Regions from separate parts of the Mus musculus genome. Here regions 1, 3 and 4 are each linked to region 2. A link is a contact called in public ChIA-PET and HiChIP or PLAC-seq data. All regions are on one chromosome and are shown on one strand. The core of a region is the stretch at or near the end of the contact, and the rest is flanking DNA. Distances in the headings are between cores, read along the strand shown.

Region 1 (5,775 bases), core at 2,836-5,335, 470 kb before region 2:
ACTATGATTCCCTACTTTCCCCCATAGGAACCGAGCTCTGCACTAGTGTGCAGCAAGGGAGCCATAGAGGATGGGGGACAAAATTAGAAGCTGCATCCAGTTTCCCGCATCCCCAGGTGCTCTCATCTGTGATGAAGCACTTGGTCTTCTACCTCTATCTTCAAACTTCCAGTCCAGCCCTGCCTCCAGACTTCACAGTGGAATGCTTACACCCTTAAAGCCCCATCTTATCACATATTCCCCTACATATCACCACAGCATGGACAGAAAGATACTTAGCAGTATTTGCTTTGAAAACTATAGGAAAACAAAATCAAAGTCATTAAGCAATGAACTCAATTGCCTAAATATCTGGCTTTGGGTGATTTTTGCCTGCCTGGGTGGACGTGCAGTTGGGGATCCTTTGATATCTCCTATCTATAGAGGGTTTCTGTGCTTGAACAATTCTCTTGTCTATTTTGGGACCATCATGTTTCCTCCCTTGGGGGACATTTTAAATTGAAACTGGCCATTCTGTTAACAGAATAACTCCTACAGAAAGCATGTATTCTATTACTAGCTATGTACTGCATTGTTATCAGTGTTCATATCCATCCAACAGCATCCATGTCCTGAAAAGAAGAGCACAGTCCAGCACATCCTATGGGAACCTCTGTATCCACACACTCTGAAAAGAGAAAAGCATTCCAGAATATGCAGTATTGAACCTGTTAACTAAGCGTTTCAATTTTTAAAAAATTTCCCACTTTTCCCTGCTTATTTCCAAGGAGAAATTTCCTGAGGAAGTACAGAGGCCTCAAAGCTCTTGGTATTCTATGAAGTGAATCTCTCTATACTCCCTGGATTCTAGATGTGTTTCTTCTGGTGGTTCCATTTGTTCACAGAAAAAAAAAAAAATAACAAGGGAGATGGTGCAGAAGTTGAGTTTGAGCACTAAGACCAACTGGAGTTGAGTTCCCTCCCTGTTTCCTGAGCTGTATGATCTTGATCAAGATACTTAGTAATGAAACCATGTCTTTACCTATATAGAAATAATTGTTGTCAGCGACTGAGCTCTTACCATGTACTAGAAAATATGCATCCTGCTTGTCTTAGGGTTTTATTGCTGTGAACAGACGCCATGACCAAGGCAACTCTTATAGGGACAACATTTAATTGGGGCTGGCTTACAGGCTCAGAGATTCAGTCCATTATCATCAAGGTGGGAACATGGCAGCATCCAGGCAGGCATGGTGCAGGAGGAGCTGAGAGTTCTACATCTGCATCTGAAGGTTCTAGCAGAATACTGGCTTCCTGGAAGCTATGATGAGGGTCCTAAAGCCCACACCCACAGTGACACACCTACTCCAACAAGGCCATACCTCCTAATAGTGCCACTCCCTGGGCCTAGCATATACACACCATCACACTGTTTGACATGCTTTTTTCAGTTTTTATCACAACCCTATGAAGTAGGTATTTCTTATCTTCTATACTTGATAGGCAAGCAAAAAGAGGTTATTATTTAGAGACTATTGGGTAGATTGGCACCAGGATTCAAAGATTGGCAGTGTGACTCCAAAAGCCATGTTTATAGTCACTACCTTCGCCCTAACGATATTTAGTAGCTCATTGAACTCATATAAGTCAGTTCCTGCATAGCCCTTGGAATATAAGCAAGTCCTAAGTAAATGTTAGCTGTTGTATAATGTTTAGCTTTGCTACCAACAGAAACCTGGACCAGAAAACAGGTTTTGACCTAGATTTGTGTCTATCTGAGCTGTTTCTTTTGGCTGTACTGGCAAGGCCTCTTGAGTAATCTAAACAATCTACACATTAAGGGTCACCTAGCTAAAAAGGTAGGCAAAATGGTTGGTAAGATTCTGATGTAATTCAAAAAGAAAAATCTCCAGCCTGGAAATGTTTATATGGGGCATGACGCCTCATATAAAAGAATGCATATTGAGTAATAGCTAGCAGAATTGGAGGCAGTGTTGATAAGTGAGTCATATTTCAGCAGATTGTCTATCGTTACAAGCACCAGAGAAATAAGGCTGTAAATGTGGTTATGTTCCATGCCTTTTGACAGAGGCAATTTGACCCATTTGAAAGCATGATGGTATAAGCAATGCTATTGGTACAAAGGCAGGCTTAGGAACTAGACCCCACAGGATGTAAGAAGAAGAAAAAAGGGAGAATAAAAGGAGTATTTCCAGGTTCTGAAGAAATTTGAAATATAGTGTATTTGCTATTTATTGCTATAAAAAAGTTATCCTAAAATAGCAGACATTCATTATCTTGTGTAGTTTCTGTGCATCATCTGCATGTGGCCTAGATGGGTGGTTCTGGCCCAGGATGCATTGTGAGGCTTCAGTTGTCCAGTGTAAAGTCATCCAAAGGATTTACTAGGGCTGGAAGGTCCACTACTAATGGCTCACTCACATGGCAGTTGGTGGGCTAAGCTCCTTCTCACAGACCTTCCCACGGTGCTGGATAAGTTTAGCATGATGTGGTAGCTGTCTCCTCACAGTGCAAGAGATCTAAGAGTGAGGATAAAGAAACAGCTGCAGCACCTTTTATGACCTAGTCTGTAAGTCACAGTCACTTCTGCCACAGACTGTTCATTACAGGTCATAGGCCATTACTAAGTGCTGTCCACAAGCAAAGGTAAGGGAATTTACCTCCTGAAGAGTGGGGTCATCACAGAATTTATGGACAGAGCTTAAAATATGGCTTTGTCGTCTCATCACTTTCTCGAGAATCCAGTGAGACACGAGTGAAAGAACAGAACGCACAAAGGCAGTCCTCCTCAGCACAGCGCGCTGGAAATGTCCCCAAACAACCCATCCTTTTATTTCAACTATTCTTGAAACATTCACATCCCTCCTACCTTGAGGCTGCATTTAAGAGACTCCGATGACACTCCTGAAACATTGTAGGCAGTTAAATGGGACATTAAAAACAACAGAACAATCTACTCCTAAGATATTTGGAGCCGAGGAATGTAATGGCTCGTAAGCTGTCTCCCTTTGGCTATTACCATCGTGTCCTGATTGATGAAATTCTAGGCAATAGCCTTCCCTTCCTGATCTCGGGACCATGGAGGGTCTAATTTGCTTTCATGACTGCAGCTCTGGGGGAAAACTTAGGACTGAGGGATCACTCTGGAATACAGAAGTAGCCAGGGCTTTCTTTTCGCACCGGATTCTAAGGTGTCAACAGAATCGTTAAAATTGCCTCGTGTGATTTTTTTCATTGTATTTTTGTGACCTGAAATTTTGGTAAGATATAAAAACTTTTTAAAATATTGTCTTTGTAAACCCTGGGGAAGTAGGAGCTTGCAGGACACCACAGGCAAGATGCAGGTGTAGCCCCGTGTCTAACTTGCATGAGCCCCTGGATTAGATCCTAAGGATCTCAAAAGGAAAGAAAGGTGGAAGCCAAGGATTTACACTTTAAAATGAATTCTACCAACAGTGTTGCCTTTAATCTTGCTTCTTGAGGACATTTGAGAATGTGATGAAACATAGGGAAAGTAAGCTCACACAATTGTGCCCAAGGAGCGTAGCAGTGAACACAGAAGGAAGACACATATTTGCTGAGAAACAGGAAACTTTAAAGCAAGCCATAGAACTACTGACCATCCTAGTCTTGTCCTAGCCTTTTGACCAAGATAATCGGCAATTTTTTGCCGATTGGGTAGAAGAAAAGCTACCAGGATTCCCACTTGGTAAGAAAGCACTAAAGGACATTTTCCACGGACCATCCATAACCAAGATCGGACCTGAGATTCCCGAGACCCATCTCCAGTGGAGGGAATTCAGAGCAGTGACACCCAGCTCCGGGGGGACCTTCCCGCGGCACACCCGGGGGCTCAGAGCGCACAAGACCTCAGAGCCCGAGAGGCGGGGCCGGGAGGGCGGGGGCAGGGGGCGACGCGCGACCACGCCCCCTCGGCGCGCCCCCAAGCGGCGGCCTGCGTGCCCGCGCCGACCCCTCCCCTCGCGCCTCGCGGGCGCACGCGCCGCCTCGTTCAGGGGCCGGAGGAGGCCGGGCCTGTCAGACCCCGCGGCCGGCCTCCCAGCGGCACGGGGCGGGCGGGTGCAGTGGCTGGGGCTCGGCCTCGGTCCCTGGCCCGGGTCGCAGTAGCGCGAGCTCCGGGCGGGGATGCGCGGCGGCGTCGGCCCGCAGGTAGCCGAGCACCGCCGAGTCCGGAGCTGGCGCGCGGCCGGGGCGCGGCGACAGGAGCGGGGTCTCGTTCTCCTCACGATGGGCAGGGACGCGCCGCGCTGCCCTGAGGAGCCCGAGCGCCGGTGAAGGCGGAGTCGCCGGCCGCCCCTCCGCTGCCATGGCCGGCCCCGGCGCGTGGAAGCGCCTCAAATCCCTGCTGAGGAAAGACGACACGCCGCTGTTCTTAAATGACACCAGCGCCTTCGACTTCTCGGACGAGGTGAGCGACGAGGGGCTTTCGCGCTTTAATAAACTTCGAGTCGTGGTGGCCGACGATGACTCGGAAGCCCCGGAAAGGCCTGTGAACGGGGCGCACCCGGCCCTCCAGGCCGACGATGACTCCTTATTGGACCAGGACTTACCTTTAACCAACAGTCAGCTGAGTTTGAAAATGGACCCCTGTGACAACTGCAGCAAGCGACGCGAGTTGCTGAAGCAGAGGAAGGTGAAGACCAGGCTGACCATCGCTGCCGTCCTCTACTTGCTTTTCATGATCGGAGAGCTTGTAGGTGAGTTGTGTCGCCGACTCGCTTGCCTTTGACTTTGTCCAGCTGTTAGCTACGCCGGAGTTGAGGTGGAAACTTTGTTTTCAGGAAGTTTGCTGAGTATCTAGACTTTCGTGGGTCCATAGGAAAGGGACACGGGATTCCAAAGTGCGGTTCCCGTGAGCGCCCACTGAGAGCTTGCAGGTATATCTTGTAACTCCCATAAACAGTGCCTTTTACTGTAGGGTTTAGGGTGTTATCTTGACTGTATATCATGTAACTTCTCCTTTTACAGATTCTGATAAAATGCCAGGTTTATCTTTCAACGTCTAAAATAATTCTGACATGGATTAGAATCAGAATTTTATAGTACTAAGGGATGTTACTGAACACCATTCTGTTTTCTCACACAGAAGTTCTGAAGGGATTAGATTATGAGGAATCTTATTGGGAAAAGAGAGAGCCATCCACAGTACCAGACTTTCCTCTCTGTCTACATTTTGGTTATTTGATGCTTATTTATGCCGCTTCCTTTTGAGCTTATAGCCAAGGGCTTTACAAAACTCTATACAGCCAACTAATTAAAAGTTCATTATTAAAAGGAGTATCTACAGTTTGCTAGAGGTCTCCCCGGCAGCTGCAGAAGCTAGGGTTTTTTTTTTTCTCCTTTTTTAACTGATTTCAGATAATTTCTCACTCTAAGGTTCTTGCTTTAGACCTTATTTTTACTGTCGCATTAGTTTATAGTCGTCCTTTGATATCCAAGGTGGGTTGCTTCCAGGAGTCCTCTCTAGAACCTGAATCTCAGGTTGCCTCATCCAGTGACGCCTTATGTAAAGATCCCTTACGTAAAGCGAAGCAGTTATTTGCATATAACCTACATATATGTCCTTCTGTACTTTAAAGCCTTTGGAAATCATTTTGACTACAAAATACAAATTTGATGCTGTATTTAAGTAGTTGTTATCCTGACTCGTTGAGAGATTGATGAGCAGAACAAGTCTGTGAATGGCGAACGCTGAGGAAGAGTTACTTTTTCAGATGTTTTCCATTCATGATTGATGGTATCCATGGATGCAGT
Region 2 (5,755 bases), core at 2,900-5,399:
AAATCTTTTTAAAAAATCATCAGCCGGGTGATGGTGGCGCACGCCTTTAATCCCAGCACTTGGGAGGCAGAGGCAGGCAGATTTCTGAGTTCGAGGCCAGCCTGGTCTACAAAGTGAGTTCCAGGACAGCCAGGGCTGTACAGAGAAACCCTGTCTGGGGGGGGGGGCCCAAAAAATAAAAAAACAAACAAAAAAAATCAAAGCAATTCTCTTTTCACTGTATCCTTTTTTTAGCGTGCCAATGCACATGTACATACATGCCACATACATGCCACATACATGCCACATACATGCAGGCAGACATCATACAATTTCTGGGAGCCAGTGCTCTTTTTCCACCATGTGGGTTCCAGATATCAAACTCAACCTGTTAGGCATGGCAGCAAGCGCCATCTTGCCAACCCCTAAAACAGTTCTTTTGCCCTGAGAAATGTTACATTTCCTCAAAAAAGCAAAAACCGTTATTTAAACTTTATACCGATGCATAGTTCTCTCTGCCCTTTATAATGAAACAATATTAACCAATCATTTTAAAATGACTGTTTTTCCTTTACCTTGTTGTCCACTCATAGCCAATGACAGTATAAAATAAACAAAAAGCCAAACTACCTCCTTGCTACCTCCTCCAGAGTACTCAGCTCTCTTAGAGCAGCTGATCTGTTCCCTGTCCACATGCCAAAATAAGCAAGGGCCAGTGTTCAGGAAGAAAGGAGATGGCATGCTCCCAGAGGATGGTCCATGGACTGACTGGCGATGGAACAAGATATTGGGAGGCACATGTAGAAATGGTTAGCATTCTGTTTGCTGTAGAGTTCAGCAAACATTAGTCTGTGGTCAGCTGGAAATGAAAATAAACTCATTCTTTCATCCTGGAGTTTGAAGCACTTAACTAAAGCACCCAGCACATGAGTGGGATGTAGCAATGTGTGCGCTTTAGAGTTGTAGGGATGTAGCAATGTAGCAATGTTTTGATTCCTTCCCTTAGTGTCCTTACTAGTCTAGCAAACTCCACATCATAAAATATTTCTTAAAAATGCAAAAACTCACAAGCCACCCACTTGCCCCCAAGCAAAGATTCTGTGCAGATAAGCAAAGTCCACTGTTTTCTATTCCAGTTTCATGAACCAGCAATTCATAGTTCTAGATTTCTCAAGATGGGCTAAAGAGGCATAAAGTAGTTGAGCTGCTGCAGTTGAATAGTGTTCTGCCTGGCCCACATCCTAAGAATTTTGCCAAAACTGTCCATAATTTGACGGTTTTGGCCTTTATCCATCTCTTCATGGTCAGACTGTTTAAAGGCTTTGGCCTCCTGCTTAACTCCAGTTTGCACAGACCAGTGGGATGCCTGGGACTCTGTTGGCCCTTTTATAAGCACAGTGCCAATGAAGCTCACACCACCCAAATAAATACTAAAGCTCCCCTCTCTTCCTCCCCTTCTATTCCTCCCCTCCAGGCACCCCACCCTTTCTTCCTCTTTCCCTGTATTAGGGACTTAACCTAGAGACTCTGCCACTGGCCTTGAATTTACTTTGTAGTCCATTGCAGCCTTGAGCATTGTCTTCCTGCCTCAGTCTCCCTGAATAGCTGGGATTACAGGCCTGGTGCTCCTCTTCAAGGAGCCACGTTAATTATAGCAGGAGAAAGAGTGCTGAGCCACACAGCTACCACTAGCGGAGGTTGAGCTGACCCCGACTCCGGGCACCTTGGTTTTGACTTTACTATTTCCTTTTCAAGAATACCCCCTCAAGTTTGCTGATGGGTGGCTTGCCTCCTTGTATATCAGCTCACTCATTTATTTCTTTCCCTCTTGCTTAAATTTCTCCATTTAAAATAGAGAAATCTGAAGCCTGGGTGGTGGTGGCCTGTGCCATTAATTCAAGCACTCAGGAGGCAGAGGTCAGTAGATCTCTTTGTTCAAAGCCAGCCTGATCTACAGAGGGAGTTCTAGGATAGCCATGGTACAAAGAAATCATGTCTTGAAAACCCAAAAAGAATAAAATAAAAATAAAATAAACTGGAGAGATGGCACCGACGGCTCTTCCAGAGGTCCTGAGTTCAATTCCCAGCAACCACATGGTAGCTCACAGCCATCTGTAATCAGATCTGATGCCCTCTTCTGTGTCTGAAGACAGTGTATGTGTATGTGTGTGTATATATATATATATATTCCCTCATTATGAAGGAAACCTACCGGCCTATCCTAATACATCTGCACACACGCCCAGTCTTCTAGCATTTGTCTGCTCACTTGCCAGTCCTTCCTAATATGTACCTGTGTAAGCTGCTACATAGCAACACATCCCCTCTCTCATTTATCACCCAAATTACACACTCTGTGTTGACACTAAGTGTGAGAAAACTTCAATTACTGTAGTAGGGAAAAGGGAATCCAGTCTCCCAGGCAGCCAGAGGCCAGGCTGGGTCTTAGGTTTCCTTCCTGCTTGTCTCAGCAAAGTGGCTCAACTCCTGTTTTTCTAGAGCTATGCCCTGGACATAGGCCAGTTTCTGGACTTACTGGTGGCTGGGAAAGCATCTCTGGGAAAGCCTAAGCTCTCTTTCCCTTCAAGCCCTGTTGGAATCCTGCTTTAGATATTAGGAATGGGTGTTTCTCCAAAGAATTCCAAAGAATGTGAGCTCAGGAGGCAAGGGTTTTTATCAGCAGACCCTGCCCCTAGTCCACTCAAATGGAAGCTAAGCCTCAGTTGCCCAACCCATCCTCCATGGAAAGACCAAACTGTGGCTGTGTGGCATTGCAGTGGTGGCACACGCCTTTAATCCCAGCACTCGGGAGGCAGAGGCAGATGGATTTCTGAGTTCAAGGCCAGCCTGGTCTACAAAGTGAGTTCCAGGACAGCCAGAACTACACAGAGAAACCCTGTCGGGGGGGGGGGGGGGAGAGAGAGAGAGAGAATGAGAATCACAAATCACTGTGTCTCTTTAATTTTAATGCAGGATGTTGAGTAGATGTTCAAATGTGATTGGAGAGAGCACTAGAAATTGAATTTGAATCTGACTGAGTTCTTGTCTTGGCTGTTAACTAACCAAGGCTACCATCTTGGGAACCACAACGATTCTTGGTTTGGAATCCACAGAAGTCTACAGGTGGAAGAGTTAAGGAACTCAGAAAATGCTTAGTCTGCAACCACAGATAAACCACTGAGGACAGGCTATTAAACAGACAAGAACTCTTCATCTGAATGAGTCTCTCCTGGTACATGTTCTTTGAATGGGAAGGAGACAGACTCTAGGGTGCAGGAGAGATGGCTGGTATCCAATCTCCAAACTGCATGCCCGCTGAGATGGACTTTGTCAAGGGAACTTTGGCATGACCACAAAGATGACTCGGCAAATGTCTGAACTTTGGTTCAGGGGGCAGAACTAAGTTTAAAGCCAGAGGCAGAGGTAAACAGAATGAATGCTCCAAGGTAGTGATCCAGATGTGGACTAAAGGAGATAAGCACCAGGCTATATCCCCAGTTAAAATGCATTATTAACACTTACTGAATGCTAGGCCCTCTCATGATAATAATTCTGCTATGGGATATTATCAGTTCCAAACAAAAAGGATTAAATAGAAACTTCACTGCTTTTAAATGCCACCATGCCACCTTTTTCTGTCCTCCACTGTCTACAAGAGAAGATCTGGGTAGATCCTAATCCTGGAAGTCTCCCTCTGACCCTTCTGAAGAGCAATAACAACAGTGTGAGTTTGCAGCTATTAGAGTCGAAGGCTTGATTAGTTTTCAACGGTCCTGGGCACAGGTCACGTGCCTGGCGCCCGGTCTAGGCTCTGGGAGCACGCGACCAGAACTCTCTCTAGAGATAGATAACAATTACCCCACCCCCACCTCCCGGTAACCAGCTGAGATCTGGGTAAACCCAGGCAGTCAGGGGTGCTTGGCACGGGCTATCTGCCAGCTCTATGAGCAACAGAACTTGGGAGTGGGTACCACTGCTGAGCCTGCCAGAGGGGCAAACCGGAGCTGGGTGGGTGACTGCCTGAGTTCCCACACTCCTTCCCCTTTTTACCAGGCGGATGTCTCCAGGTCCGTGCACCACCAGGGACAGGTTCTCGCCCTTAGCTGGAGCTGCCATGTTGCTCTCTTGCTTCGAGGTGTCCGCTGGACCCGGCGGGGAGCTGGTGGTTCTGCTCGTCCAACCGCCAAGGGTCTGGAGTAAGGGGCTGGGGCGGAGCCTAGAGAAGGCGAAGCGCGGGCCCGGGGCGGGGCCTGCGCACTTGACAGCCAGGAGGCGGGGTCGCGCGAGGTGGGAGGGGGGAGGCGGGGGACGAGACTTCACTCAGACTTAGCAAGCCAGAGTAAAGAGAGAAAGCAGCCTACGGAGGCCGTGGGGGATTTGTGGCTGCAGAAGACCCGGCTAGCACCCCTCGAACAGCAAGTTTAAGTCTGAGGTGGAGCGCGGGTGTTTTGTGTTACTAACGGGAACAGTGCGCTGCTGCAGGCAGGACGCCGCGAGCGCTCTGAAAAAAAAAAAAAAAACAAAAACAAAACAAAAAACCGCTGTCTTTCCAGCAACCGACAAAGGGCCTGACACTCGCAGGAGTGAAAGAAGGAATGTATGTGTCACGTGGTCCTGATGCATCTGCATCAAGATGCTGTAGGGCAGAATTTGCAAGCCTTTCTCTTTAAAGGCTTTCTCGCTTTCCATTGGCAGCCGGATTTCTGCCCAGATCCCGCCTTTAGTGCTCCCCAGTCAGGACAAACAGGTTTTTACTTTAGAGATGGAGCTTGCTGCCCCTTTCCTTAGCTATCCATTCCCTTCCTTTCCCTTCTTCTGTGTAGCCTTGGCTGGCCTGGAATTTGCTCTTTAGACCAGGCTGGCCTTGAACTCAGAGCTCTTTCCAGCATCATACCTACTACTAGTCTTCCGAGAATTATCACCAGAGCTCTCAGCTCTTGATGTCTCCCTGTGAGGATGGAACGGAGTCTTACATTCTTTAGCAGCAACTCCTGGTGCACTAGAAAACCCGCCGAGGCTGTTTTATTTATTCACAAGAAGGCAATGAGATGTTTGGCACGCGAGGAGAGCTTAATGGAGACGGATACCAAATAAGAAAGGGGGAGTGGAAGCCGGGCGTGGTGGCGCACGCCTTTAATCCCAGCACTCTGGAGGCAGAAGCAGGTGGATTTCTGAGTTCGAGGCCAGTCACTATACAAAGTGAGTTCCAGGACAGCCAGGGCTACACAGAGGAAACCCGGTCTCAAAAAACAAAAAAAATTGTCTTTGTTTTTGTCTACAGAGTGAGTTCAGGGCAGCCAGGGCTACACAGAGATACCCTGTCTCGAAAAACCAAAATAAATAAATAAATAAATAAATAAATAAATAAATAAATAAATAAATAAGTGGTCTGCCTGAATGTATGTGTGTGCACGACTGGGTGAATGGTGTCTCTGGAGGATATAAGACCGAACTGGATCTTCTGGACCTGGAGTTACAGATGGTTGTGAGCTGCCCTTTGGCTGCTGGGAATTAAACCCGGGTTTTCTGCAAGAGCAACAAGTGCTCTTAACTACTGAGTCATTCCTCCGGCCCCAGGATGGATTTTTTAATGTATTTTTTAATTGAAATGCTAACAAATTTCTAATTACAGTTCTTCCCCCAGCCTAACCCCTGCCCCCCAAAAAACTACACACTGAGTATTGTAGTTGAGATTCAAAGCTGAGAAAATTAAAACTTAAAAGAAGTCCTCAGGTTCTTGTAACACACAAACTAATCAATAGCAGCCACACTACTT
Region 3 (6,136 bases), core at 2,686-5,185, 430 kb before region 2:
TATTTATTTTTTATTAGGTATTTTATTTATATACATTTCAAATGCTATCCCGAAAGTTCCCTATACCCTCCCTCTGCCCTGCTCCCCTACCCACCCACTCCCGCTTCTTAGCCCTGGTATTGGGGCATATAAAGTTTGCAATACCAAAGGGCCTCTCTTCCCAGTGATGGCTGAGTAGGCCATCTTCTGCTACATATGCGGCTAGAGATACGAGCTCTGGGGGTACTGGTTAGTTCATATTGTTGTTCCACCTATAGGGTTGCAGACCCCTTCAGCTCCTTGGGTACTTTCTCTAGCTTCTCCATTGGGGGCCCTGTGTTCCATCTTATAGATGGCTATGAGCATCCACTTCTGTATTTGCCAGGCATTGGCATAGCCTCATATGAGACAGCTATACCAGGGTCCCTTCAGCAAAATCTTGCTGGCATATGCAATAGTGTCTGGGTTTGGTGCCTGATTATGGGATGGATTCCCGGGTGGGGTAGTCTCTGGATGGTCCATCCTTTCGCATTTGACTGCTTTTGATTATCTTAAGCTTGGAGAGTGTACTCACATTTGTGCTGCATATAGGGCATTTTTGGTTTGGTTGTTCTGTTGTTAGCTGTTTTGTTTTTATCAGCACTATAATCTGTCTATAATACCTACTCTTCCTGGACATGTCAGAGGTCTCCATTATTGGCCAGTGCCAGTAGTACAGTTGGAATTAATCTATAGTTCTTGGTTTACAGCTGTGGATATTTTTTTTCTTTTTAAATCTTTAGTTAAGATTTATTTTATTTTTAGAATTATTTACTTATTTTAGGTATATGAGTACACTGCAGCTGTCTTCTGACACACCAGAAGAGGGCATCAAATCCTGTTACAGATGGTTGTGAGCCACCATGTGGTTGCTGGAAATTGAACTCAGGACCTCTGGAAGAACAATCAGTGTTCTTAACTACTGAGCCATTTCTCCAGCCCAAGATTTATTTTATTTATGAGTACACTGTAGCTGTCTTCAGACACACCAGAAGAGGTTATCCCCTTACAGATGGTTGTGAGCCAAAATGTGGTTGCTGGGAATTGAACTCAGGACCTCTGGAAGAGCAGAGGGTTCTCTGAACCACTGAGCCATCTCTCCAGTCGGACATTTCTATTGAATATATACCAAGGAATCCAGTTGCTGTGCTGTAAGGCGTGTCTATATATAACTTTCAAAATATAAAATACAGAATAAGAGGTGGACAAGGGGTGGGGCTGGGGCCCCTACCTGGAAGGCACAGACTTCCTTCCTCACACCACATTCTGTATTTTGTGGAATAGGAATGTGGTGGAGCTCAGGGTTCAAACCCCTGCCTTACAAGTGTGAGTCACTGGATTCCAAGTCCCACTTTCCATATGGAGGAGATTACATGGGACAGTTATCCAAATGCTCCCATCACCAGTGGATGGAAGCACCCCACGCCCCAATTTTGTCTTACTTGTCATTATTGCTCTTAATCTTACCCATTCTGTGTGTGTGTGTGTGTGTGTGTGTGTGTTGGAATCTCACTTTGAATTGAATTTACATTTTCCTGGGGCAGATTTTAAAAACATATATTATGGTAAAAGGAAATCCTCTAGCATATAAAGTCTTATCTGAGAGATTCGTTTTGTTTTGTTTTGTATATCTTTTCTTTTTTCTTTTTTTTTTCTTTTGGTGGTGGTCATGGGGTGAGGGTGGGGTGGGGGGTTGAGATAAGATCTCTCTATGTAGCCCTGGTGGTCTGAGAGCGTACTACGTAGACCAGGTTGGCCTCGAACTCGGGGAGATCCTCCTGTCCTGCCTCTGTGCTAGGATCAAAGGTGTGGGTCACCATGCCCTGCCTGGGTTTTTTCTCCACAGGGTACAGCTCATAGGGCTTATAGTCTCCTGGACTTCCTCCATCTCTTCCCCTCAAAAACCTCTAAAGAGGAAAGAGTTGACTGCTCTCAAAGACTCGTTTTCATCTGGATATCATTTTTGTTTTCCTTTTAAGTCCCTTGATGTGTTTGTTCCATTTTTATATGACCTGGGAAAATCCAGGCACAAGCCCTTGCTGGTAATATATGCTGATGATGCGCAGACCTTTCCTCTTTAACTTTGTTTTATTCTTAGTTATGATTATTGTGTGTGCCTAGGATGGGATGGGGCTTGTCTACAGCGTGAAGGTCAGAAGACAACTTGGTGGGGTTGGTGGATGCCGGGCTTGGGTAGCATGTGATTTTTATCTGCTGAGCCACCTCACTGCCCACTTTAACTTTTAAAAGGAATGATTATATCACTTGTATAAACAAAAAGCTCTGTTCAAGTTCAGTCTGATCATACTCACGGTCAGCCAGTAGATGGTGCCCTGGGCTTACGTCTGAGCCTTTTACCCAAATACTTTTTGACTGGCTAGTCTTCCAAAATCCTTTGCAAGGAAGCAGAGCAAAAGAGATTATCTTTTCAATCAAGAGGACAGAACAAGCTGATGACCTTTAATTCATCAAGCTGAGACCTTTGGGGAGACAACAAGGACGACACAATTCTATTGACCCAACAGTGATGATGTTATATTTATTGACTATATTACATGTTAATTCTCAAAAAAAAATTTCAACCATGATAAATAGAGTGCAAATGGCTCCAACTAAAGCTTCAGATGAGAGGAGAAGAATTCTCTTTGGAAGAAGAATTGCCCCCTTCAATACAGGTATAGAGAAGTCTTCACCAAAAGGCGAGGTGCTCAGATGAGGATGTCCTAAAGAGGCATCCAGAGAAACAGCCTCTGAGGTGTCACCCAGGGAGCCCGTTTCACTGTTTACAAAAGGCTGGTGCTCAATATGAGAAGAGAGTAGTGCCAGGGCTTGGCACCAAGGCTATGTGCTGTTTTCTACCTCCTCCCCATCCGGTCCCATCCCATATTCCTCGGTTCAGTTTTTAGTCGCTCTGTTTTCTTGCTGACAACCGACTTGATGGGCCTTGGAAACCTAGCAAAAAGCAGGGTATTGCAGAGAGAGTTTGCCTTCTTCGGTACAATGACTCTCTCTGCCCAGCACTCAGCTTGGAGGCTCTTGGCTTCAGCTGCCCACACTCAGGCGTGGACAAGCCCTTCATCCTTTCCTCTCGGGCACTGTCACAAGCTACCCAAGTCAATGACCAAATCACAATGTCCTAGACTTCTTAAGCATGGGAACATAACACTTTGTACTCAAAGGAGACCCCAGAGAAAGCCTTGCCAGACCAGAAGGCTCTTCCGAGAAGGAACATGGAGAGAGCTGTGCTTGAGAAGGAAGAGAGGCATCTGCAGTTGTGGACCTAGAGAATGTGTGGAGCCTGAACCCTTTCTCCAGGCTTCCCAAGCCCTGGACAGGACCCTCACCTTTGGAAGTGAATACATGTTTCATGAGTAGACACATGGGAACATGAAGCCATGGATTCAAGTCATTGTCTGGGTCTTTTCTCTGTTTGAGTCACCACCTCCGTAGTCTTAGAACTTGGTGACTGAGTTCTACTCTGCCTTTCCCCCTCCACAATTAGAAATGGCTCCAGACAGAGCCACACTCATGCAGACCAAGCCTGGCACCCTTGCAGCCACGGAGAAGCAGATGCAGAGGGAAGACACCAGAGAAATGTGGCCCGCCCTCCCTTACTTCATGGGGATCGTTTAAGCAAGCATAGATCTTAGAGATGTGGTAATTCTAGCCCTCAGAGTTTCACACCTCCTAGGGGAAGGATTTTGTGTCATGAGGACTTCCTGGCTCTGGGCCACCAGGGTAGACATCCAGGAGGCTGGGCCAGGACCCACAGGCACAAGCCAGGAAATGGCATATCTGCTGGGGCTAGGGAGCCAGGGACAAGCTCGTTCCTTGTGCCTGGCACTATGAGGAATCTTAGGTCTGTTGACAATCACCTGCAGCCTCAGCTGAGGCTGTCCACCGGCTGAAAGAAGAGACAAAGCCGTGAAGGTGGCGCCCTCTAGAGTTTGGGACTTGCAGTCTCTCACTGCTCAGCTCAGGTAGAGCTGGCGGCTAGCTAGCTAAAGAAGTTTTTACAGCTCACAAAGGCTAATGGCTAATTTGCAGTGTTGCAGAACAGCTGTTAAACCATGATGGATCCACATCATAGGTTATAAAAGTGTATAAGAAGATCAGTTATATTTCGAAAAAAGAAATACTTAAAATCCTCACTTCTCGGTGATTGCATCATTCTGTCAGTGCCAGACGCCCCCGGGGGATTTACACAGGGGGTTCACACCCAGTGTGAAATGATGTAACCTGAGCATCTCTTCCCAATTCTGCCTTCTATGACATCATGGTGGTTTCTCTCATTGTGCCCCAGGCAGAGGGTATATGCTCTGCAGGGATCAGCAAACCCTTTAGAGAAAGCATGACTTTCTGCCCCAGTGCCTTTCTTTCACATTTTCCAGAAGGCCACTGCACCTAGCCAGTGGCTTCCAGAACCCATGATACTGGGAGGCCAGTGTCCCTGGGTCATCCAACCACTGCTGCCACCATCCCTGGACCTTCAGCAGTCAGAGGAAAGCAGGGAGTAAGTGGAGGGGAGGGGCATGTCCAGGATCATACCCACCCCTACCCGGGGCACAGCCAGAAAGAGCTTACTCACTACTTGTTGGAAACGAAAGGAAAGAAATCCAGAGGCAATAGGATGAAAGGAGGTCAACTTCAAGAAATGAAACTAGCCTGTGGGCAGCTAGCCTTATGAACACTGAGGAGAGGCAGTCACAGACCTTTGCATTCTTGTGACACAAATGAGCCAGACCTGAGTAATCACAAGGCGAGAATACCCGTGGCCCCTGCTGCTGCCACCCTAATTCCTGTTAATAGGGTTAGTTGGGTAACAGTGAAGGGTGTTAGGGACAGTGGCAGGATGCTCTGGGTGCTCTGGGCAGCACAGGAAGCCCTCCCGGGGCCACTCCCTTCTTGGTCCCTCCTTAAGTTTCTCTGAGTAACCTTCACTGTGAGGCTTCTTTTCTTCCAAGTCACACACTAGGCTGATTGCCCCTGGCACTCACTCCTGCCCCTCCTCCCTCCAGAAGGCGCCCAGGCCTCTAAACACTACTACCAAATAGTCTTGAGAGGTACCCATGACACTGCATTTACTAGATGCTGAAAGACCTCCCACTCTTTTGAAAATAAATTTCTATTTTCAACTTTCAGTCAGGACTTCACCAACTGAACACTTACTAAACAGTTGACAGGTCCCCACCCTGAGCTAGGTGTGACGAATGTATGGGTGCCCAGGGCTTGGCTCTGGCACTCTAGGAATCAAGGTGACATAGAGAATCAATAAATTGTGGCAGTGTTTCAAGGTCAGGACAGTGGCGGGAATGTGAACACAGTCCTACAGACCATGCTGGAAAGCCAACTTGGAAAATAATAATCCTCACATAACTTTCTTTCTTTCTTTCTTTCTTTCTTTCTTTCTTTCTTTCTTTCTTTCTTTCTTTCTTTCTTTTTCTTTTTCTTTTTCTTTCTTTTTTTTTTTTTTTGAGACAGGGTTTCTCTGTGTAGCCTTGGCTGTCCTGAAACTCACTCTGTAGACCAGGCTGGCCTTGAACTCAGAAATCTGCCTGCCTCTGCCTCCCAAGTGCTGGGATTAAAGGTGTGCGTCACCATGCCCGGCTAACTTTCTTATTTTTATTTTTTATTTTCGAAGTTGTAATTTAGTTACATTTCAGCTTCCAAACCCTCCCATATACCACTTCTGACTATCTTCAAACTCATGGCCTCTCTTTTCATTTTTACTGCATGCATATATGCATTTGTGTGTGTATACACACACACATGTATATATATATATACACACACACACACATGTATATATATATATATATATATATATATGTATACGCACACATATATATGTATACACACACACATATATCCTGTTGTTGAATCTATATAATTCTAATCGTATGTATGCTTTCAGGGCTGACTGACTGGCTGGACAACCAGCTGGTGTACCCTTCTCCAGGAGGACCACCTCTCCTGCTCTCTGCTTTCCTCAGTTATCAGTAGGATTGAGGCCTCGTAGGCTTTCCCCCATTCAGTTGCCCTGTCCCTTGTGTTGGTATCTGTCTGGACTCCACTCCCACAGTTACCTGGTAATAGCCAGGCATGCTTCTCCCCACAG
Region 4 (5,908 bases), core at 2,089-4,588, 490 kb before region 2:
GACAGCTTAATTTTAAGTTATAAAAGTTAAATATACTTCTAAAACAGAGACATTCTTCAAAACAACTGAATTGACCACAAAGACAACAAATACACTAACTGAGTATGTGCATGTCATGGAATGAACTGTAGTATTGAGAGGGTCAGTTGCTAGCACACAGAACATGGAATATTTCCAAATTTATGATAATTCGCTCTGTTATACTTCCATTCACAAGATGCTCTGAACCGGGCAAAACCCATCTAGAGTGATAGGAAGCAGGTCAGTACTTTCCTGGGCTGGAGATAAGGTAGACTGACTTATCTAAGGTACAAGGAAACATTTTATCTTTATGTTTTTATGTTTTAGATCTTGGTAGTGGATTTATTTCAGATAAAATAAAGCCTAGAGGCAGGAATTGGAGGAGGTAGAGATTCATTTGGCTGTGCTTCTAGGAAAGAAAGCACTAGGTAAGGTGATAAGGGTGCTGGACAATGAGTTGAATTCTGATCATCAGAAGAGGGCAAATGTGGTAAAATACACGTAAGATTTACCATCTGTCTTAGTTTGGGGTTTATTGCTGTGAAGAGACACCATGACCATGGCAACTCTTTTAAAGGAAAACATTTCGCTGGGGCGGGTGGGAAGCATGGCAGTGTGTAGGTGACATAGCACCACCAGAGGAACCAAGAGTTCTACATCTTGATCTGAAGGCAGCAGAAGGAGACTGTATACTACGCTGGGCATAGCTTGAGCATAGGAGACCTCAAAGCTTGCCCTCACAGTGACACACTTCCTCCAACGAGGCCACACCTACTTTAACAAGGCTTACCTCCTAATAATGTCACTCTCTATGTGCCAAGCATTCATACACATGAGTCAAGGGGGCCATACCTATTCAAACCATCACCACAATAGTATAGCCACTTTTAAGTGTAACAATTTTGATCCAGGCAAGGTACTTTCCTGGTTTCTACCTAACCATCTACCATCTATATCCTACAACCAAATATACAATCCATCTCTGAATTATTTCCCCATCTCAAGAGTCCTTGCATTGTTCACTTAGCTTATTTAACGTAAAGCTTTCTTTCATCCCCTAGGATCCTTCTGAATTGTCGGCTTCCAGTGGAAGAGCTCCACGCAGCTTCCTTATATCTGATGATTTGAACACACTGTTCACATCTGCAGCTCCACTCCACTCCCTGCTACATTCTGTTCCCTGCTCTAGGAGCCAAAGTCTTTAGATAAAGAACATAATCTGTTTATTTATGTGCACTACTTCCCAGTCCTCTGTCTAAATATTTGACAGATAAGTAATTTGATCTTTGTAAAAACCTTTATAAAAGGCAAGATAAACCTGGGAGAAAGGTGTCATGTGCACAGGGCTGCAGGGATTGGAGAAAGTCCCAAAGAAAGCATGTTAGGTGCAGCTGTCAAGGCACGTGTGTGAAAAGAATCCTGGAGGTGCCAGTAGGGCATAAGTTGGTTCTGCAATGAAGGAATTTGTAGAGATAAAAGAATAAGGATGGTTGATAAGCCTGAAGAACACAGGACAGCAGAAGGTAAGAACATAGCAAGCACTAGGCAGTCTTGAGCTTTGGAATAGTTCGTAGGTTTCATTCCTTGCCCACCCTACCCCAGCTCTCACAGACCTTACATGATTTATGTTGCTGTTTCATTCTTACTTCTTTCCCCTTCATCATACCAGATAGCTTTTTCTCATCACTGTGACAAAATGCCCAACAGAAGAGGGGAAAAAAAGTTTAATTTGACTCCTGGTTTCAGAAATTTTAGTCCATCAGGGTGGGGCAGACATGGCAGGATGGCTCTGAAGCATTAGAAGTCTGTGATGATGTAGAAGAAAGCAGAAAACAGAAGAGAAAGTAAGGCCAGATCCTAACCCTCAAAGACCCACCTCTAACAATGTACCCTATCAGGCATGCCTCACCTCCCACAGATTAAGTAATTTCCCAAAACAGTGCTACCAGCTGGGGACCAGGTGTTCAAACACATGAATCTGTGGGGTTGGGACAGAGCATATAGATGGGGAGGGTCAAGGGAGAGAACTCCATAATACACAGCTATCAGGCAGTCATCACCTCTGCTGAGAACATACCCTCCAGTGTGGATGCTCTAAGGTGACCAATGTTCCTGGCCATAATCCCTCACTCAGCCTAACAAACTCAACACTTTCCCACCGTAGGTGGAGGGAGATGACATAGACTTCTCCCAATGGGGAGGAATTCCCAGGCAGAGAGAGTGTCTCCTGGCAGACACTGGTTTTGTTTCTGATTCTCTGACTGAAGTCTAACTTGGCTGGGGTTGGGCTCTGTGAGGCCTGCACAGAGCAATGAAGGAAGAGCCTGGAGCAGTAAGGGAGCCAGGGAGGGATGTTAATTGACAGTTGCCCAAGACAAGTACACTCCGGAGGAGAAAAGACTGACAGTTCAGTGTGTAAAGGTGAGGAAACTGGTTGTACCACAAACTCAACTGTATCTCAGCAGCTGCAGTTACTGGCAAGGGGGAGGTGGCGGGGGAGGAGACAGCAGACTTCAGTATCTGCAGACTGCATGAAAGAAAATTATTCTTCAGAAAGCCCACGTTCACTTTGGTTTCTTTATTTCTATTCTTTCTTGTAGGCAGAGAAATAAATGTGTATCTTCACAGCCAGTGTCTCCACGTTCACCTGCAAAGACAAACATAGCAGGTAAACAGCAGTGCATAGAAGGAGGGGACAAACACCCTCCTCTGTCTAGAATGTTTCCCTAACATTATGGAAAATTCTGGCGACTTTTCCAGAAACACACACGGATTCTATATATTGTAATTACTCGAAGCAGGAATAAAATTCAGAGTTTGAATAAATAGGATGTCTGCATGAAGATAGATTTAAGTTAGACATAAAATGATAGCAGTATGTATGAGCATGGAAAGAAAAAAATGCGAGTTAGAAAGATGGCTCACTGGTTAAGAGCGCTTTGCAGATCTTGCAGAGGACCCAGGTTCAATTCCCAGCACCTACATTGTGGCTTAAGACTGACTGTACCTCCAGTTCTAGGGAATCCAACTTCCTCTTCTGGCCTCATGGTGCATTACATACATGCAGGAAAAAAAATTCCAGACACACAAAATAGAGATACACAAAATCTTTTGAAAAAAGACAGAGGTTGAGATGTACAGCATTTGGGACAGGACTAGTGTTTGAGTGACAACCTTAATCTAGCAGCATATTTTTAAGTTCTTTAAAATAAAGTGACTTTTTTTAAGTAAAGAAAGACAGAAAAAATGACTCTTGACTCTTGTATAGTCATCAAGTAATAATAATTTAAAAAGTAATTATATAGAAATAACAAAAAACTAGGAATAGGCAAAAAATTCTGACATCCATGACCATACACACTAATCAACTGGATGAGAAATGTAAAAAACAGGCTATAATTTTTCACACCATAATTACATAAAAAGGAAATAGAAATGTCAATTTTTTTGTAAAAAGAGACTGTGAAGAAACAACCTATAGTGCACAAAATGCATGGATAAGTGTAAAAAAATATGCTGATGCCCAGCAAAGATGCCCAGCAAGTGTATGGATGCTGTGTCATTACTTCTGCATAGAGTTCTCAAACAATGAAGACTAATAAAGTCATCAAAGCATGTGTGGATGCGAGGTGGGGTGAGAGGTTGACTGGAATATGCAGGAAGAAACATTCTAAAGCTGCCATTAGTCATCAGGAAAACACAAATTAGAGCCCCAATGAATCACACATAAAAGCTGTGCTCAAGGTTAGGCTACAGAGTAACATGGAGTAATGGAAAAATCTAAAAATAAATTCATACATTTGTGGTCACTTGCTCTTCCACAAGGTACTTGCAAAGATGACTCAGTGATGAGGCATCTTTTCAACAGTGTTCAGCCATTTTGACATTCATCTGCAAAAGAATCAGTGTGGCCCATTACCCAACTCCATACTCCAAATCAACTCAAAGGAGCTCATAGTCCAGAACCTAAAAATGAAGTCATGCAGCTCGTAAAAGAAAATACAGATGTAGATATTTGTGACCATGATTAAGCAATGATTTCTAAGATACTATACCCAAAACAATAGCAACAAAAGAAAGCCAAAAGATAAACACAACTTCACCAAAATTAAACAGCTTTTCTGAAATTAATGTGGCTTCTCAGTAAGAAATCATTCTGCATGCTTAGGGATTAATAAAATCAATATCTCTTTAACATAGCACATGTCCATCTCTGGCTAATGTCCAAAGGAAAGCCAGCCACAAACAGAAGATTTTCCTAATGCATACACACCTCAGGCTTATGCATATCGTGTACACTGCCATTCTCAAATCTCTTCAGGTCCCAGGCCCAGGCTATACTTTGAACAATTTAAACAGATACAGGAGACTGCAAGTCTGGCCACTTGGGCAGATAGGAGAGTCTCGCAGCAAAGATATTGCCAGACTTATAAATATATCAGTACTGTTCTTTTCGAACCTAGGTGTTACCCAGGTTCATCCTGCCTACTTGGCACAATTAGGCTTTTGCTGATAGTTAATGGCAGACCAGGACTCACTGGGATCTATACTTTGATACAGAGTTGACCGAATGGCTGCTTGTAAGTCCGGGTTGCCTCCTCTTGCTATGAGACTGGAACCTAACTGGAGATCATCACTGGTGCATAAATATGAGCAGAAACTTTCTCAGCAACCTAAACTTCAACTGTGCTGCAGACCTGCCTTTCCTACAGTTCCTAATAAAGCAGGTTAGTGCGAGAGTTATCTTCCAGCCCTATTGGCGGAGCTCCTTCAGCTAGATTCTGCTGTGTGTCACTTGACTTTTCCTAAGAAAATGTATTAGTGACTCCTTTCTATCATCAACTCCGTGTTTTACATTTCTCCTGTATCATCACCACACCAAAACCCTGACAATCCAAGTGATGGTTTGGAGGTAGTATTAGTGTCACTTACCAGGCTGAAAGCATGGCATCTACTGGGACGTAGTCCAAGAAGCAGAATCATTAACAGGTAGACAAATTATCTACTGCAAGATAATCAGATTACTGTATTTATCATTCCATCCTTGAGAGAGCCAGTTTTGTTTATTATATTAAAGAAAGTAAAACAAAACAAAGCAAAACAGCAGGCCTCATAGCTGAATCCCTCTGGCTTCTGCCTTGATGTGACCTGTTTTGACACCATGAGCCACAGAAGCTGGACTAAATGGGCTATGCGATTAATCAGAGACCATCAGCCTCCAGAACTGGGAACTGTTGATCCTCGTTTCTTTGTTGATTCAGCTGCAAACTAATACAAAATCAGTTGGTGAGACAAGGAGTCATCTCTCAAACATTCCTAATGAGGGCCTAAAGTGGCAGTTTCTTAACAAGTTAAACACATATCTATCCCATAATACAGGGATTCCAGTCCTGGTTATTAGCCTAAGAGAAGTGATAACTAGCTAAGAATATTCTTATGAAATTATCTTTGTAGAGTATATAAGGTTAACTCAGTATCTCTAGTACAATCAAAACAAGGGCAGAGAAGTTCAGATACACCCATTTATAGACAGAATTAGGCTTTCTCTTTGGAAATTGCCATTTTTAAATGGCCTACCAGAATGATTGTTAACTCTTTGTAAAGACACACACTAGTTCAGCAGTATGGGGAAGTCACTTTATCACACAGCTAATCTCACTTAGACCCTGAGGGTACACTAGCCCAGAGCACACCAGCAGCATTGTCCTTGTTTTTAAGCAAAGTGACTTCACAAATGTCACACATGGTCACCCTGGGAATATGTGATTCTATATGTGACAGTTAAAACTTAAATCAGTCTCATTTATCATTCCGTTTCCAGTATCTATCATGTGGTTGTGTGTGTGTGTGTGTGTGTGTGTGTGTGTGTGTGTGTGTGTGTGTGTAT

Evidence for each region. ChIA-PET counts read pairs in DNA pulled down with a chosen protein or histone mark. HiChIP or PLAC-seq counts read pairs in DNA pulled down with a chosen protein or histone mark.
Region 1: an H3K4me3 HiChIP or PLAC-seq map of pro-B cells shows a contact between it and region 2, with 2.3 times the contacts expected there. The contact joins the promoter of Slc30a4 here to the promoter of Sord in region 2. A contact is called at or near these places in 3 of 39 promoter capture datasets (the 3T3-L1 cell line, neural stem cells and pre-B cells), 5 of 115 datasets of contacts at active chromatin or transcription factors (astrocytes, bone marrow-derived macrophages, pancreatic cancer cells and 2 more) and 2 of 9 other capture datasets (adipose tissue and embryonic stem cells).
Region 3: a contact with region 2 is called in an RNA polymerase II ChIA-PET map of effector CD8 T cells, with 7 read pairs. The contact joins the enhancer-like site here to the promoter of Sord in region 2. A contact is called at or near these places in 2 of 39 promoter capture datasets (hippocampal neurons and pre-B cells), 1 of 15 datasets of contacts at CTCF or cohesin (large pre-B cells) and 5 of 115 datasets of contacts at active chromatin or transcription factors (the 230-238 cell line, double positive thymocytes, effector CD8 T cells and 2 more).
Region 4: an H3K4me3 HiChIP or PLAC-seq map of bone marrow-derived macrophages shows a contact between it and region 2, with 3 times the contacts expected there. The contact joins the enhancer-like site here to the promoter of Sord in region 2. A contact is called at or near these places in 4 of 39 promoter capture datasets (the 3T3-L1 cell line, embryonic stem cells, neural stem cells and 1 more), 2 of 484 Hi-C or Micro-C datasets (embryonic stem cells and erythroblasts), 2 of 115 datasets of contacts at active chromatin or transcription factors (bone marrow-derived macrophages and memory CD8 T cells) and 3 of 9 other capture datasets (adipose tissue, embryonic stem cells and liver).

Annotation. Positions count from the first base shown.
Region 1 is chr2:122,700,973-122,706,747 of GRCm38.p6, reverse strand. It overlaps Slc30a4 (solute carrier family 30 (zinc transporter), member 4), which reads left to right and starts at 4,085. Exons shown (of 7, transcript NM_011774.3): 1 at 4,085-4,718. The coding sequence starts at 4,328. It overlaps 4930417H01Rik (a long non-coding RNA gene), which reads right to left and starts at 4,109. Exons shown (of 5, transcript XR_866691.3): 1 at 3,764-4,109.
Region 2 is chr2:122,233,233-122,238,987 of GRCm38.p6, reverse strand. Sord (sorbitol dehydrogenase) reads right to left here and starts at 4,149. Exons shown (of 9, transcript NM_146126.4): 1 at 4,030-4,149. The coding sequence starts at 4,095.
Region 3 is chr2:122,664,265-122,670,400 of GRCm38.p6, reverse strand. No RefSeq gene overlaps it. Among named protein-coding and RNA genes, the nearest start is that of Mir147, 27 kb to the right of the region's middle. Within about 2 kb of position 3,935, at least 109 of the 459 cell types and tissues checked have an H3K27ac peak or open chromatin away from gene starts, as enhancers often do. A contact at or near this core is called in double positive thymocytes, effector CD8 T cells, memory CD8 T cells and 2 more, where this site is marked.
Region 4 is chr2:122,717,276-122,723,183 of GRCm38.p6, reverse strand. It overlaps 4930417H01Rik (a long non-coding RNA gene), which reads right to left. Exons shown (of 5, transcript XR_866691.3): 3 at 4,954-5,289; 4 at 3,820-3,912; 5 at 1,728-2,668. Among named protein-coding and RNA genes, the nearest start is that of Slc30a4, 18 kb to the right of the region's middle. Within about 2 kb of position 3,338, at least 65 of the 459 cell types and tissues checked have an H3K27ac peak or open chromatin away from gene starts, as enhancers often do. A contact at or near this core is called in bone marrow-derived macrophages, where this site is marked.